Linked DNA regions of Zea mays: region 1 is linked to region 2. The links are chromatin contacts, called in public Hi-C maps. All regions are on one chromosome and are shown on one strand. Each heading gives the region's core, a stretch centred on a gene start, on an enhancer-like site or on the middle of the called end of the contact. The rest is flanking DNA. Distances are from core to core; before and after follow the strand shown. Region 1 holds the start of LOC100284161 (heavy metal-associated domain containing protein). Region 2 holds the start of LOC100275151.

Region 1 (6,712 bases), core at 1,035-3,534, 270 kb after region 2:
AAGATGACATATAAACATCATGGTCGAAGGCCTGCTTGGACAGCAACCGGTTTTTGGATCTTACGTTCGGCAACTTTGTGTTTGTCCAACTGAGGTCAAAACTAATCGGTTAAAAACCATACCTATCCGTTACACATGATATCGCTCTTACTAACTCATGATCATGATGGTTTTTTTTCTCTTAATCTTATTGCATCACTCATCTCTTGTTGATATAGCTGATGTTTTTCAAGCAGGCTGAGCATGTCGTGCGAAAATTTTCCAATGTCTTATACTTAATTAGCACTGATCGATGCTTTTTAATTGTATAGCTCTTAGCAGTGATGTTACAACGCAATAACATCAAGATCTTTTGGGGGTCCCTCCAATAATTGCTGTTAGAAAAGGTTAATCAGATAATAAAGTGGGTACTTTGGTAGTGAAGTATAGTACTAAAATTTTCAACGAGTCCTGGTCTCCACGAAGCATACATGTTTTTGTTCTTTCTGCTTGAATGTGAACTTTGGCTAATTAATTTATAATGATTTAAATGTATTGGTGGTTCCTTCAGGTGCATTTGGTTGCAATGACAGGACGTGACGGGATGAGACGATTCCTAAAATAAAGTCGTTTGGTTTAGGATCAATGGTTGGAACAGTACTATCACAATGTTATCTCTAGTTATTTTTCAAAATTATAAGGACGAGAGAGGACGGCAGAGGACGACCCTGTCCTGGCTGTCGCCGAACCAAACACACCCTAAATTGGTGAATTCGTCTCACCTTAGACAGTCCGGTTGCTCATTTTAGCCCTCAACAGAACTATTTCTACTGCCCCACTAGTGAAAATATGTTACTATCAGAGCCCAACAGAGCCGGCGGTACTGTAGTGCCCTATAAAGCACGGATGTAGTGCCCTATAACAGTTACGGACACTCGTGTGACCTGCAAAGATTGAATAATTAATTCTTTCGTGGCCTGAGCTATCTTGTATTTGGAATTTCAGCGAAATTTTGTTTGTAAATCCTGGCCTGAGCTATCTTGTACTACACACAACAATACCAGCCGTAAAACTCTCATGTAGACGACATGTCCGAACTTTATCCTGAGCGCTCTCCCCCCCCCCCCCCCCCCCCCCCCCCCCCACCCCCCATGGTTTTTTTGGCAGTATATATTCACAGCAAACGTTTATCTTTTTTTGTTCAAGCATACAACTTTGAGAGCTAGTTTTGGAGGTAAAATGCCGGAGGAGATTAGAGAGACTAATTAAAATCCTTTTCTTACTAATTTTTGAATAAGAAAAGGATTTTAGGGCTTTAATTCTCTTCGGTTTTGTGTCTCACAGACTAGCTCTCGTGGGAAATTTCATGTGTCAGACATGGTAAAAGAAACACACCGAAAGAGACCTACAGGCGCCTCAATTTCAAACATAATGACGATGTAGACTTCATCGGCCTCCTTTTTGATGCCTATCCCTTTCTTCAAACATTGAAATGGCAAGACAGAGCATCCAACTCTATCACCAACAGCCGACAGCACAAACAGCTAAATGATACTCCTACAGTAATATAAACAAGAAAATGCTGTCCGCCAGGCGCCAGCTGTTGGTTTAATCCAATTTCAAAAGCTAGGAACGGAAGTTTGATAAATTTCATTTTAGCGCATGAGTTTCCTAGGTATCAAATAATTAGTATGTATAACAACCATGCTAACTGATTAAAAAAAAGTGGGTGATGGTGTAATAGCCAGGCCGCCACTAATTGCTACTGTAAGTGATAGTACGCCAGCAAACATTTTTGCCTTGCAATCAGTTTAATTAGAGGGAGAGAGGAGAGATTGATCTGGGAAAGAAAGAGAGAGAAGGAAAATATGGACACAAGGAGATAGAGACTTGACCTGTGTTGTGGTGTGCTGAAATGAACTAGCTAGGTAGCTATAATCAAGGTGTGTGGAAAGTTGTGGCACGGTAGCACCGACCAGACCCTACCAGCCACTCGCTGATGTTGAGGTTCCACGAACTCCAGCCAGCTTCAGCGTGAGCTGGGCATTTGGCACAGTGCGTCTCGTGGATTATTCAGTAGCCGTGCACTGCTTGCTGATTGATTGGTTGGCTGTTCTCTTCTTCCATTTTGTTGCTAAGCTTCATCTTCTCTGTCCAGAGCCTTCTTTGCTGCTTCCTCCCATACATACAGTGGTTACATATTTATTATAATAGGAATTAGGAAACCCTTCTCTCTCTCAACCTGCCGTCCTGCTCATTGCCTGCCTGCCTGCCTATAAATAAGGTGGTGGTGGCCATGTACTTCGTGTCTCAAACACACGAGAGCTCCTCTTGTCTTGCTCAGCAATCATATCGCACGAGATACTATTGACTCCAAGTACAGACCAGTCCAGTACTGTTGTACGGCCTGGTTCCGTGGAACAGAGATGGGCAAGGTTGGTTGCTCATCCTGCCGTCTTCGTTTCTGTGCCTGAATGTTTTGGTTTTTGTTCTGAGCTCATTCTGTGTTCTTCGATTTCTCGCTGCAGCAAAAGATTGTGCTCAAGTTGCCCCTGGATGACGAGAGGAAGAGGAGGAAGGCCTTCAAGGCAGCTGTGGGAATGAACGGTAAGACCAACCTACAACAATCACTGCGATTTGATTGGCATCATCATCATCAAGTCCCAGGTTCTGACAATTGCTGCTTCCTGGGGTGCCGGACGATTCCGCAGGTGTGACGTCCGCCACGATGGAGGGCGACAAGATCACCGTCGTCGGCGATGGAGTCGACCCCATCACGCTCACAACCATCCTTCGGCGCAGCCTCGGCTACGCGGAGCTGCTCAGCGTCAGCTCCGGCGACGACAAGAAGAAGGGCGACGGGTACGGCTACGGGAGCGCCGGTGGCATGATGTACGGTGGCGGCGGATACGGTGGTGGCAAAGAGGGCAAGGAGAGCAAAGAGAGCAGCGGCGGCAAGAGCAGTGGCGGCGGTGGGGGCTACGGCGGCCATTACCAGGCGATGCCGTCGGTCTCGTACCCTGCCGCCTACCAGCAGTACAACGCCATGCCGCCCTACCCCGCCGCCTACTCCTATCCTGCAGCATACCCGCAGCAAGAACAGGACCCTGGATGCAGCATCATGTGAAAAAACATCCTACAAGTTAATCTGAGGAGTTGGTTGAAGGTGGCCGAACACATGGAGATCAGATTAACATGGTTGGGTTCGTCCGGACAAGATGATCCATGCTGCCTTGAGCTGTGCAACAGAGGATGATGATCCAGGATGTGATGGGCATTATCATCCGTGTAATTATGTACAGGGTTGGCCAGCAAAGTTGACGGATTGATCTGTTGGAGTTGGAGGTGTTGGTGGAATGGGAGGCAGAGCTGTTCCGCAAGATTATGATTCAAGTGCAGACTAAGTAGCAGCACCGATGTTTCCTTTTCGTTTCTTTCGTTTTTGGTAAAGTTGTAGTGTTTGTTGAAGAAAAGGATTGCAATAAAATTAGTGTTTATACACTATCCGAGTGATTGGTTCCTATGCCCGCGAGCATCTGCCGGCCTGCTCCCACCTGCACGCTCCACACGGCCTGCGGAATCCGAGTGATTGGTCTCCACGCGTGCAGGTGGGAGCAGAAAAAATTGCATGTGCTGAGCAGTAAAAATTGCCTATGCTACATGTGTGTGCAGGCTCACCTCGTCCGACACAGGAAGCCAATCATGTCTGCGACCACTGTCAACGCACAACCAGCCGGGCTACCAATCATGTGAGGGACGCATATGCAGTACGCTACTCACAACTGTTTTGGTGGTTGAGCCTCAAAACCACCTGGCGTTATGGAAGGGTGGTTTCGCCGAGTTTAATTAGAGGTGTCACGTGGCATCATTGGGAAGGGTGTATCGAGGCGAAGCAACTTCATGTGGAGCGTCTGGCCGTCAAATGCATATTACAAGAGTTGGTCCATTTTTCCCAGTTAAATGGATAAGTTCTATGTATCTGTCACACCCGGATTTAAGGGTAAATGCAGATGTGTAATACCCAAAAATGTATATGATGAGGATATAGTAAATCTCCTTATGTTGTGTGCCATATATTCATCATAACAAGAGCATACCTATAATTAAGGGTGATTAGTTAAAATAAAAGATACTAAAATGGATTATGCATCATGATGTGGTTTTGCTTTGTGAGCATTTTGTGACAATATAAAAATAATGTAAAAAGAAATATGTTGGTACCCAAATTGAAATTTGAATTCTAAAGGAAATTCTATAATTTGAGAAGAGAAGGAAAATACTATAACATATAGAGAAAATAAATATACAAATAAAGAAAACTAATTTAGAACAGTATTTGAAATTGCATATTTAAAATAAATGGGAAAACTCATAACAAATTTTTGAACTCAAATGATGAAATCAAGAGGAAAGGAAAAAGAAAGGAAAACATAAAAGAAAAAGATAAGGAGACTTCCCTGCGTGTGGGCCGAATCTCCATTTCCTGGCCCAACTATGCACCCGCGCAGATTTCAATTACTCCCCCGCGCCAGCCCGTTTACCCCCCCCCCCCCACGTCCACTCCTCCTCACTCTCACGCTGGCAGGTGGGGCTTCTCAGGGCGCAACAGGCACACGCTCGCGCACACGGTCCTGACACTCGTCAGTTGGGGACGCAGACGCCTGGGCCCCACCGTTCAGCCCCTCGGCACCACGAACGCGTGCTTCCTTGGTCACTGCGACATGGGACCCACGGACCCGTTATCCCATCATGCGCGGAATCGTGAGCTCACAAACACGACGACCCCACCAGTCAGCCAGGCTTCCCTTCTTCTCTGCAAGCCGAGCTCCGCGGCGCGCCGTGCGTAGAGTCCGCGGTGAAATCGCGATGCCAGGCCCTCGTCTCGCGGAGCTAACGAACCGGACCTCGTCAATCTCCCGGCCGATTCGGCCGCGGCTGTTGCGGCTGTTGCACCACGATCCCATCTCCTTCCTCAACCTCCCGCGAACTTCACGCTGCTACCCCGCATGGCCGACCGCGTCGCGCCTTCAATCCTGGTGATTGCCGTTGCGATTTTGCCTCGGGTATTTAGGCTTAAGTAGTCGCGTCGTGCGCTGAGCCAAACCCTCCACCCTCCCGCCGTGTCACACCCGGATTTCAGGGGCACTAAGACCCGGGCGCGAACATAATCACCAGGTGTGCTGGGACCAAGTCTCACACATATGATGAAGCATGGCACAGGATCGAATGTCACATCTTTACTATATAACAGGAGTTCTATACAAAATAAATAAATAATTACATTATAAGGAGACAACGGTCCAGCAACCTAAAGTTGACTGGGAGACGACGGCCTAGACCTCTCACGAACACATCACATCATCCTCCATGCGCCTCATCCTGCGGTACCTGTTCTTGACCTGTGGGGGGGTGTGAGACAGCAAGAGTGAGCTCACATACGTTCATCGCTCAACAAGTTGTGGGGAATAATGTGCATGAACTCGCCAAAGGTGGGAGCTCACGTGAAGTGTAAGGCTTACCAAAGAGGATGGTTAGAGCTGAGCATTGCTTTTAAAGTTGGTCAAAATTTTATTAGTAGTTACTAAGTATAAGTAAATACCAACCCAATTAAGAAAAGTAATAACATCACCTGCGATGCAATGCATATGACAAATTGAATTTAGTTCCATAAATTAATCATGCGAGGGTCTGAGCTGCTCATGACCGTGAGCACGGCTAGTATACCAGTTTTACACTCTGCAGAGGTTGCGCATCTTTACCCACAAGTCATGTTACCCATCTGCCAAGGGATCGCGACTTCCCATACACCTCTACCGAGGAGGCGAGGCAGGGTAACACTACGAGGCCTTTACAAAGTTCCACTAGCTTCAGAAAACCCGCTACAGTTTATGGGAAGCTCCAATGCAGGGTTCTTGCCTGACCGCCATCGCAGCAAAATCAACCAAGGACCTCCCTACACTAACCACTCCCCTACTGCCCTTGCCCCTTTTGGGTAAGGTAGTCCTCCACTAGCTTTCCTAATTAATCAGCCAAGGGCGTCCATAAACCCTTGTGGTAGCACTATTTTCCCAGGTGGTCGCTCTATGTTCCAATTAACATAATGATCTTATCATGAACAGTGATAATAAACAGATAATAACAGTGTGATCATGAATAATGTATCTTCATACCCAAAACCACATAAAGCACTAGCAAGTACTACCCAAAAAGTTCAGTGATAAACAAGGTATAAAGATAGACAAACTAGGGTAACCTATTGGGTCCCATCAAAATTAACCTATGCAGATCATTATGATTAATTCGAACATGAGTGGGTAAAAAGAAGTGATCAAGGGCACAACTTGCCTGGCACTTGAGATTCCAGGTACCACTTGCTCTTCGGATGACTCGTGACCTCACGCTAGTCGTAGCAATACAAACAAATATGGTATAGGCAAAATTAACATTACACCAAACATAAGAATAAACTGCATATTAATAATCTACGCGTTAAAATAAAATCCTAGAAACAGAAATCATAATTTTTGGAGTTATAGATTTTAAGTTATGAATTTTCAAAGGTTTTATGTGCTTTAAATAGGATTAAGTGAGAAATTATTTTTATTAGTATTTTCATGTCAAAACAGAGGCACAAATGGATAGACAATAATATTATGAAAATTTAGGAACAGTAATGGTCCAATTTGGAGTTCATATGCATTTTCTACAAATTAAACAAGTTTCTGCATTTAAA
Region 2 (7,615 bases), core at 1,186-3,685:
TTGCAGCAGGCACCAATGATTCCTCAGCACCTTCATCAACATGAACAACAATTGATGTTTCCTTCACTGCAGTAGGTCAAAAGATATATGTCTGCTAATCTAGAGACTAAAGAGTAAAGAACTAAAGACCAAAGAGTACAAAGGTATCAAAATGGGGCAACGATTGCAATTACCTGGTGGCTGGTGAGTTGTGAGTGGTGATGTAGTGGCGTCGCCCACTGCCTGCCGATGTAGAGTGGCCGCCGCCCGCTGCAGCTACCTGTCCACCGAACCCTTGCCGGCTTGCCGTTGGGTTGAATCAACGCCGAATACTAATCAGATAGTAGGCCGGATATATCCGATATATCCGGATATTCGGATAATATCAACCATACTATATTCAATATTTATCGGATATCCGAAAAAACTATCAATTGAAATAATTAATCTCTTTGGATGATCAGATGTTAATAATATCTGCTTACAATTCTAACAACGACTAGTATTCTAAGATGGAGGGAGTATTAAAGAAGATAGCTATTGCACCTTTGGGGTTTATTAAAAATTTTACATACGAATTTAGGAGAACTAGACCGTACAAATTCTAACAATTTATGCCCAGTTCGTTACATGCGTTCATCTAAATTGTAAATGAAATCTGCAACTTTTCTCTCCGAGGATCAATTTACGACTAGTAGGATCCTGCGTGTTTGCTGAACCTCGACTTGCGTGTGCTGGTGCCCCTGCATTACCCCATGCTGCATTCGTGCCTACACGGCTTGTGCCCGCACGAGCACGACAAGCCTAACCCGAGGTTGTCGGCTGCTGGTGCTGCATGTGCTGGTACACGAATCAAACAACAAGTGTTTTAAGGATGGAAAATTTCCCTATATGCCATTGAAATTTATACTCCCTTGGATGTCATCGAGTGACATATAGGACAATTTTTTTTTATGTATGACATATAGGACAGTAGCAATAATTTCTAATGGCACACAGGGAATTATTCCTTTAGGGTTGATTTGGTGACCCGGGATCACGAGAGGATTGAAGGGGATTAAGGGGGAAATTAGTTTATTTCCCCCTCAATCCCCTCAAATTCTTCCGTGATTCTCTTGTCATCAAATCAACCCTTAAGGATCCAGTGATCTACGGTGTTGGAGGCCTCTATTGCTGAAAGTCCTCAAAGAATTGTATTATCAGTCAAATATGTTTCAGATACTATAAAATGATAGTGAAGCTGTCCTTCGTCTGCAACGATGCGTGAAGCAGAGATGAAGCTAGGAAGTTTCAACCTCATGGGATTAACGGGCAGATAGGAGCAAAGGAGAGAAGAAGCTTGAGTTCCGCGGTACTAATAATATATGAAGCAAAAGCAGGTGAGATGCATGCTTGGCCAACACGTCAATGGAGGAAAAAGAAAGCACTACCACTGCAAGAGTGCAAGAGTCATAGTTCATATATAGAGAGTTTATGAACATGTGTGTAATTTTACACGAAATTATATTCTGCCATTATAAATAACGAACAATGTCCACAGAACTCGCGACCAGGAACGAGAGAGAACTGAATTGCTCTGCCTTCGAAGTTGTATTGTCTTGCTTTCGTGTTTTCCATAAGTCAAAGGTATTTTTGTAATTATTCACAATAATGAACGAAGAAGGGTAATGAATTTAGAACGAATCATTCTGTCATATCCGTATACCTTGATGTTTTTAGTTATCGTTTAATCTTTTAGCCTTCTTTCTTTAATTAATCTTCCTAAAGAGAATTAATTAAAAGGCGTAGAAAGTATTAATTCAGATTGTTGTCTTGTTTTGGTTTCTCTTTGGAGTCAAAAGCAAGCGACCAACCCGCCGGTATATTTTCTTTGCTCATACAAGCAACTAAAACATACGGTATATTTTTTTCATTGAGATGGCGGAACCCCTGAAAGGTTCTATGGACACCAATCAGGTATTGCTAAATTGAGTTGCTGGCAACTGAATAACAAACACCCTAGACTGTCGAGATGTTTATTAAAATGTTGAAATGAAAGCAGCATAAAAATTTCAAAAGAAATATCAATTAGCTACTGATGATATCTTGAAATTTCTTGTGACCAAAATCCTGCTGGATTCATGTTGCTTAGTTTTAAATCTGATTTGTTTATCTGAGGACAAATTCCAGATATGTTGTATGTGCAAGAAATTCGGTGCGTAGTAAATTCCTGTAGCTTGTTAATCCATGTAGCCACAGAACAGCCAAAGTTGTATTCGAAGAAAACGGAACGTCAAGTAGGAAAGAAATTATAAAAAAAAACCAGCATCTGACGAGTCAACACAGAGAGATCTAGAGTGTCGGATCAGTCAAGTCCAGCAAAGCGGCTGCATCTTATCACAATTGCATAGGCGGTCGGGTCGTCGATCCCTTTATATATATATATATATACGTAGCAGATGGCACATTACCATCTCAGCTGAGACAAGAACTCTGAGCATGAGCCGCAGAAAGAACACTGTCCTCGCCCTTGTGGCATGGATCATGTTGCTTGCACTCTTCATCACAACGGCGACGGCCTCACTCCGTAAGTCTGTGCGGAATATTCTCTTCACTAGATTGATTGATTGATTCATTCATTCATTTCTTAGTATTCCACCGACCAAAGATGCTGTTAAATTGTTGTCATCAGTAGAGGAGTGTCCCTGACGGCCTTGCAGGCAGTTAGGCCATCAGTCATGCTCATATGCTGTTAGCCTGTTGGCATCATCTCACAGCTTTTCCTGATCCTGGTAGTCCGATACTGATCATGGATGCATTTCATTTCATTTCAGCATGCCAATGCTGCTGGCTGGTGCAGCATCCGAAGGTGACATGCGGCCACGCCTGCTGCGGCGACAACTGTTGCCCGCCCACGCCACCACCGTCCACCCGCTGAATTCGAGATAGATCATAAATACAGTATCATGATGATACATAATAAACTCCGCCGGAAAGTTGTTATAGTATCCCGCCACTTTTCTGTGAGCATATGATATATATGCTGCAGCATGCATGACAATAAAACATCTCTTTGGTTCCATCAGGTGCTACAACAAAAGGAGAATTTACCATAGCTTTAATATAGTATATTATCTCAGTTCTTGAATATTTATCGACCACTAGATCATTTTTGAACTAAAACACGACAAATAAAAATGAACGGATGTAGTATATAGTTCCCGGGAACTAATGGAAAACAGATTCAGAGATGGGCATAATTTTCAACAATAAATTAAATTATATATATAAATCCTGGTTTCCTAATCTCATGTGGCGACAGTGCAGTCCATTCCTTCCTAGACCTAGAAGTCAATTGTACAATCTTTCTAAACATTGGCACAAAGGTATATCAATTTGAGAATCAAGCGGAACCCATCATTCTAAGGTACGTGAGCACCCACAAAGCTAAAACCCAGAGTCCACAGCAGACCCCGCAGCATCCACCGCCACAAGAGGCGACTGCAGAGCTCTTGCTATCATCAACACCAACAAGAAAGCGGCATTCGCCCATAGATGGGTCAAGGTATGTTATCATCCCAAGCCCACCAAAATCACAACTCTTTGGGTCCTGCTTCTGCTGCTGATAGTAGCTGTTGAAAGCATATGAAACATTGCCCTTCTCCCCGATGCCATAGCATGAACCTCCGTAGTACAGAGTGGTACAATCCGCCATGCTGCACGCAAGCTTCATGTGATCTGAAACACTGTCAAGATCCCGAGCAGGGTTTGCGACACACCAACGTGATGGAAGGTACGGAACCTCTTTGGCATTCTTCAGTACTGAATTTCCCAGCCCAAGATTCAGGGGGTATTTGGCTTGTCCATCGAAGGAGAAGATTCCCCAGTGCCGCTCAAAGTTTCCTGGTAGTATGCTCTTCCCCTCTTCATCGAGAAGGCTGAAAAGATATACATCAGCTGGTGGCACACCAGGTCGGAGTGGAGTTCCCTTGTTGCTTGTAATACGATTGATAAGCCCTTGATTGAATGCCCTTGCTGCAGTTAAGTTTGCACTTGGTGCTCCCTCAGTAGGCCAACCAATCTCACCAATTGCAATTGGTAGGTTCCCGTAGCCAATTTTACTGAGAGCAGAAACTAATGTGTCAAAGTTCCCATCAAATGCATCGTAGTACACGTTCGGACCATCTACTACTGGGTGAGTAGATCCTTCAAAGAACGCATAATCTTGTGGGAAATCTGAATTTTGATAAAGACTGAGGAATGGATAGATATTGACGACAAATGGAGCCCCACTAGAACTCAGAAAAGCAGCCAGCTGGGTCATTAGCTGAGTCAATTCAGTCCTGAATACTCCTTGAGATGGAACAGAAGCACTCTGATAAGCATCAGCATTGCAGGGAACTACTAGCTTTACATAGCTAGCAAGATTAGCTTTCACCAGTGATTGCTGAATATTTGTCATCGCCGGAATGATATATGATTGGAATTGACCCTGGTAGCTTGTCAGGAAAGGCTCATTGCCCACAGCAATGTATCTGTAAAAACAAATGCATAGTTAGACAAAGAAATCAACTGTTTCAGAGTCAATCGGTCAATCCTGTATGGACACACCACATTCAAGATTCCAAGTGAAATTTGATGAAAAAGAAAGTAACTTCGTAAAGAACACGCAAAAACAAATCACTTGCCAGACTAAGCATCGTTAACCTGAATCAACTATACCAGTTTTCTTGAGCAGTAATTCTGCAATGCTCTCATAATAATTTATTGACCATTTGCACATCACTCTTAACCTCTCACTATTATTGGTGTCTACTAATTTAAATGGTCAGTTTCACTTTGCGTAAACAAAGAATAACATGATTTGTGTTAGGCAACTTGACGGATGAAATTTAATTTTTGTGCAATATGAAGAACAACAGAGTGATTGCTTGCTTTGAAGTGACAGCAGCTCAAGTCCCTTGCAATTTAATACAGATTATAAAGAACACTATATTGCTACAAAGACAAGCAGAAATAATGCTTGAAAAGAATATAGATGTACTAATCGAATTCTATGATAAAACATTCAAAATAGATGAAACCAGATATGTCACTGCAAATTCAAATAACTATACCGATATCTTAGCAAAGGCACCAAACTGAACAAAAGATGAGCAAATGGACCAGCTTCTTCACATAATTCGAATTACCAATGCTCCACATCTATGCAACCACATTAAGAAAAAAAAAGAGATCATCTTCTGCACCAAACCAATCAGCTATTGACTCGAAAAACAGTCCACTAAAGCTAAATAAACTAAAGCACTGCATCTAGAAACGTTTCATTCAAATTAAAAAAAAATACTTGAAACATCTCATCTTCATGCCCACGAAACAAGAAACATACAAAAAGGTTCATCATCGGCTCCACAAGAATCAAGGGAGTTCAACAAAGCGAATACTCCACTGAAAGCTAAAAAGTGACACCACATATACCCAATTCAAGTACATTGACTACATAAATCCTGGGTTGCCCAACCAAATTCTAAGACTGAGGAAGCAAGACTAAAAAAGGTTGTACTTCAATGCTACATTGCGAGAGATCCAGAGAAATTCTGGGGCTCACCGGATGCCGACGCCGCTGCGGCCGACGTAACGGGACACGTTCTGCGCAACCCAGTCGTCTGCAGCCGCCTGCGACCCCGCGATGCTTGCGAGCTCGTCGTTGGTAACGCCGACCATGACCTGGATGCCGCTGCCGGCGAGCGCGCGCAGGACTCCCGGGTCGGCGTTGAAGAGCTTCACCTTGCTGATCCGATTCGCGCGCATCAAGTCCACCACCACGCCAGGCGGCGCGCGGTGGTTGGACACGGTACCCCAGTTCACCCCGATCGCCGCCTCGGCCCGCCACGGGACGGCGCAGAGGGCCGCGACGAGGAGGGCACGCAGCAGCGCTGGGCCACCGGCTGCCATTGCCGGGGAGGAGGGGTCTGAGAGCGGTGATCTTTGGAGGATTGGGAGGGGGTTCGTGGATCGAAACCTGATCTTTGGGGTGGGGTTGGGGAGTTGGTGGGATAACCGAGAAGAGGATGGAGAAGAGAGTGAGCTGATGATGTTGTGAGCCTGCGACTGAGGGAAGCTAGCCGGTGTGAGCTTGAAGCTTCTCAAAGGAAAAACAGGGGGGGCAATATGGTAAATGGAGATAATCCAGACCTGTGACGTGTCCTCTTTACCTGCACGGCAGTGGCGAAAATATCCGTTGGCTGCGAGTTGGAGTACCGAGGAGCTCTATAAAATTTCTCATACATAAAATAAGGTAAGATTGACTGCAACGCTTGCCTCTTCACCTCCCCTACGCTAATACTGTTCATCGTTTAGGGGCTACAGTCTCCCCCTACCTCGCGCAGCGGTGAGCGCTCCCCTCTCCCCTTCCTCGCGACACTCTTCTCTCTCACGCCAGATGCAGCGGTTCACTGTAGCCGCCCCCTCGCCTTCTTCGCGCGGAAGGAGCCGCCCGCGCCAGACACCGGAAAGTTCTCGCTCCACCTCGCTCCGTCTCCACCCGTCCACGGAAGGGCGATTTTTGGAGGCGACGCGGCGGCGGATCTCCCGTCGGCCGGTGGAGTCGGCACCGGGCCCGCTCGGGTGCGCAGAAGACGAAGTCGACGTCGTGAGCACGCAGTGCCGTTCGCGACCGAAGACGAAGAGGGGTCACATCCGCTTCCGCCGAGGTTCGTCGCGTCCGATTCATTGGCTTCCGTCTCCGACCATCAACGGCGCCATCAGATCCAGACGCATCCCCTTCGATTCGACTTGGTGGGCACTAAATCTCCCGTTCTTAAGGTAATTTGCTTTGCAACTCCACGGCAAATCATTGTTTATGTTCCGATTGATTTACAACTCAAGTCGTATTGTGCTTCATTCACCGTCTTGCGGCCCAGATCCATCCCTACTAGAGGTATAGGTTCTTGTACCTCTTGAAACGAAAAGTTCAGTGAGTAAAAATTTACATTACCACTGCTGCTGTGTTAAAAATTCGTATTTTTTGTTGCCAAGCCCATAGGATTTAGCAGATGCAGAGAACTGTTGTAGGTATGAAGTTAGGTAGTTTTTCATCCTGTGATTTATGCGCCTGGTATACCATACTTTATGTTCCACGGCATCCAGTGGTGTTGATTGGACTGTTCTTCATGTTTTTGAACTGAAGACAATGTTTTTGTGCCTTTTATGTGCAATGTTACCCTTTGGCACTATATGAGTATGCACCAATATAAGCGAAAATACTAAATCACTTGTTTTCTGTGCCACGATATGTAATGTTTCAGACTTAAACTTGTCTTTCTCTGAGGACATTACCTCTACCATTTGTCTCTGCACTTACTTGTTTCCTTTATATTTCTGTGCCACTTATTTTCGTAAGCTTGAAATGTGTATAAAATGTTCTTGGCAGGTTCATTCCCATGTACCTGCCAACAAATATTTTACTGATAGGTACAACTGCCAAGTTTGCATCTGTCTGTTTGTTTTATGATTCGAAGTGTACATGTGTTACGTCATCTTCAGTTTACTGAAAATCCTATGTTGCATTTGGACATGTTCATGTATTTCATATGGGTAACGATACAATTTCTCTGTTACATTTGATCATCATTATGATAGATCTTAGGAAAGTGAT

What was found. Hi-C and Micro-C count contacts between places; a contact is called where the count stands out from the background.
Region 1: a Hi-C map of ear shows a contact between it and region 2, with 3 times the contacts expected there. The contact joins the promoter of LOC100284161 here to the promoter of LOC100275151 in region 2. A contact is called at or near these places in 3 of 25 Hi-C or Micro-C datasets (bundle sheath, ear and tassel).

Annotation. Positions count from the first base shown.
Region 1 is chr7:79,170,028-79,176,739 of Zm-B73-REFERENCE-NAM-5.0, forward strand. It overlaps LOC100284161 (heavy metal-associated domain containing protein), which reads left to right and starts at 2,285. Exons shown (of 3, transcript NM_001157058.2): 1 at 2,285-2,414; 2 at 2,508-2,586; 3 at 2,691-3,522. The coding sequence starts at 2,406. The coding sequence ends at 3,106.
Region 2 is chr7:78,899,609-78,907,223 of Zm-B73-REFERENCE-NAM-5.0, forward strand. LOC100275151 reads left to right here and starts at 2,436. Exons shown (of 2, transcript NM_001362849.1): 1 at 2,436-2,545; 2 at 2,793-3,038. The coding sequence starts at 2,458. The coding sequence ends at 2,896. LOC100273895 reads right to left here and starts at 6,046. Exons shown (of 2, transcript NM_001148287.1): 1 at 5,567-6,046; 2 at 3,211-4,493. The coding sequence starts at 5,913. The coding sequence ends at 3,362.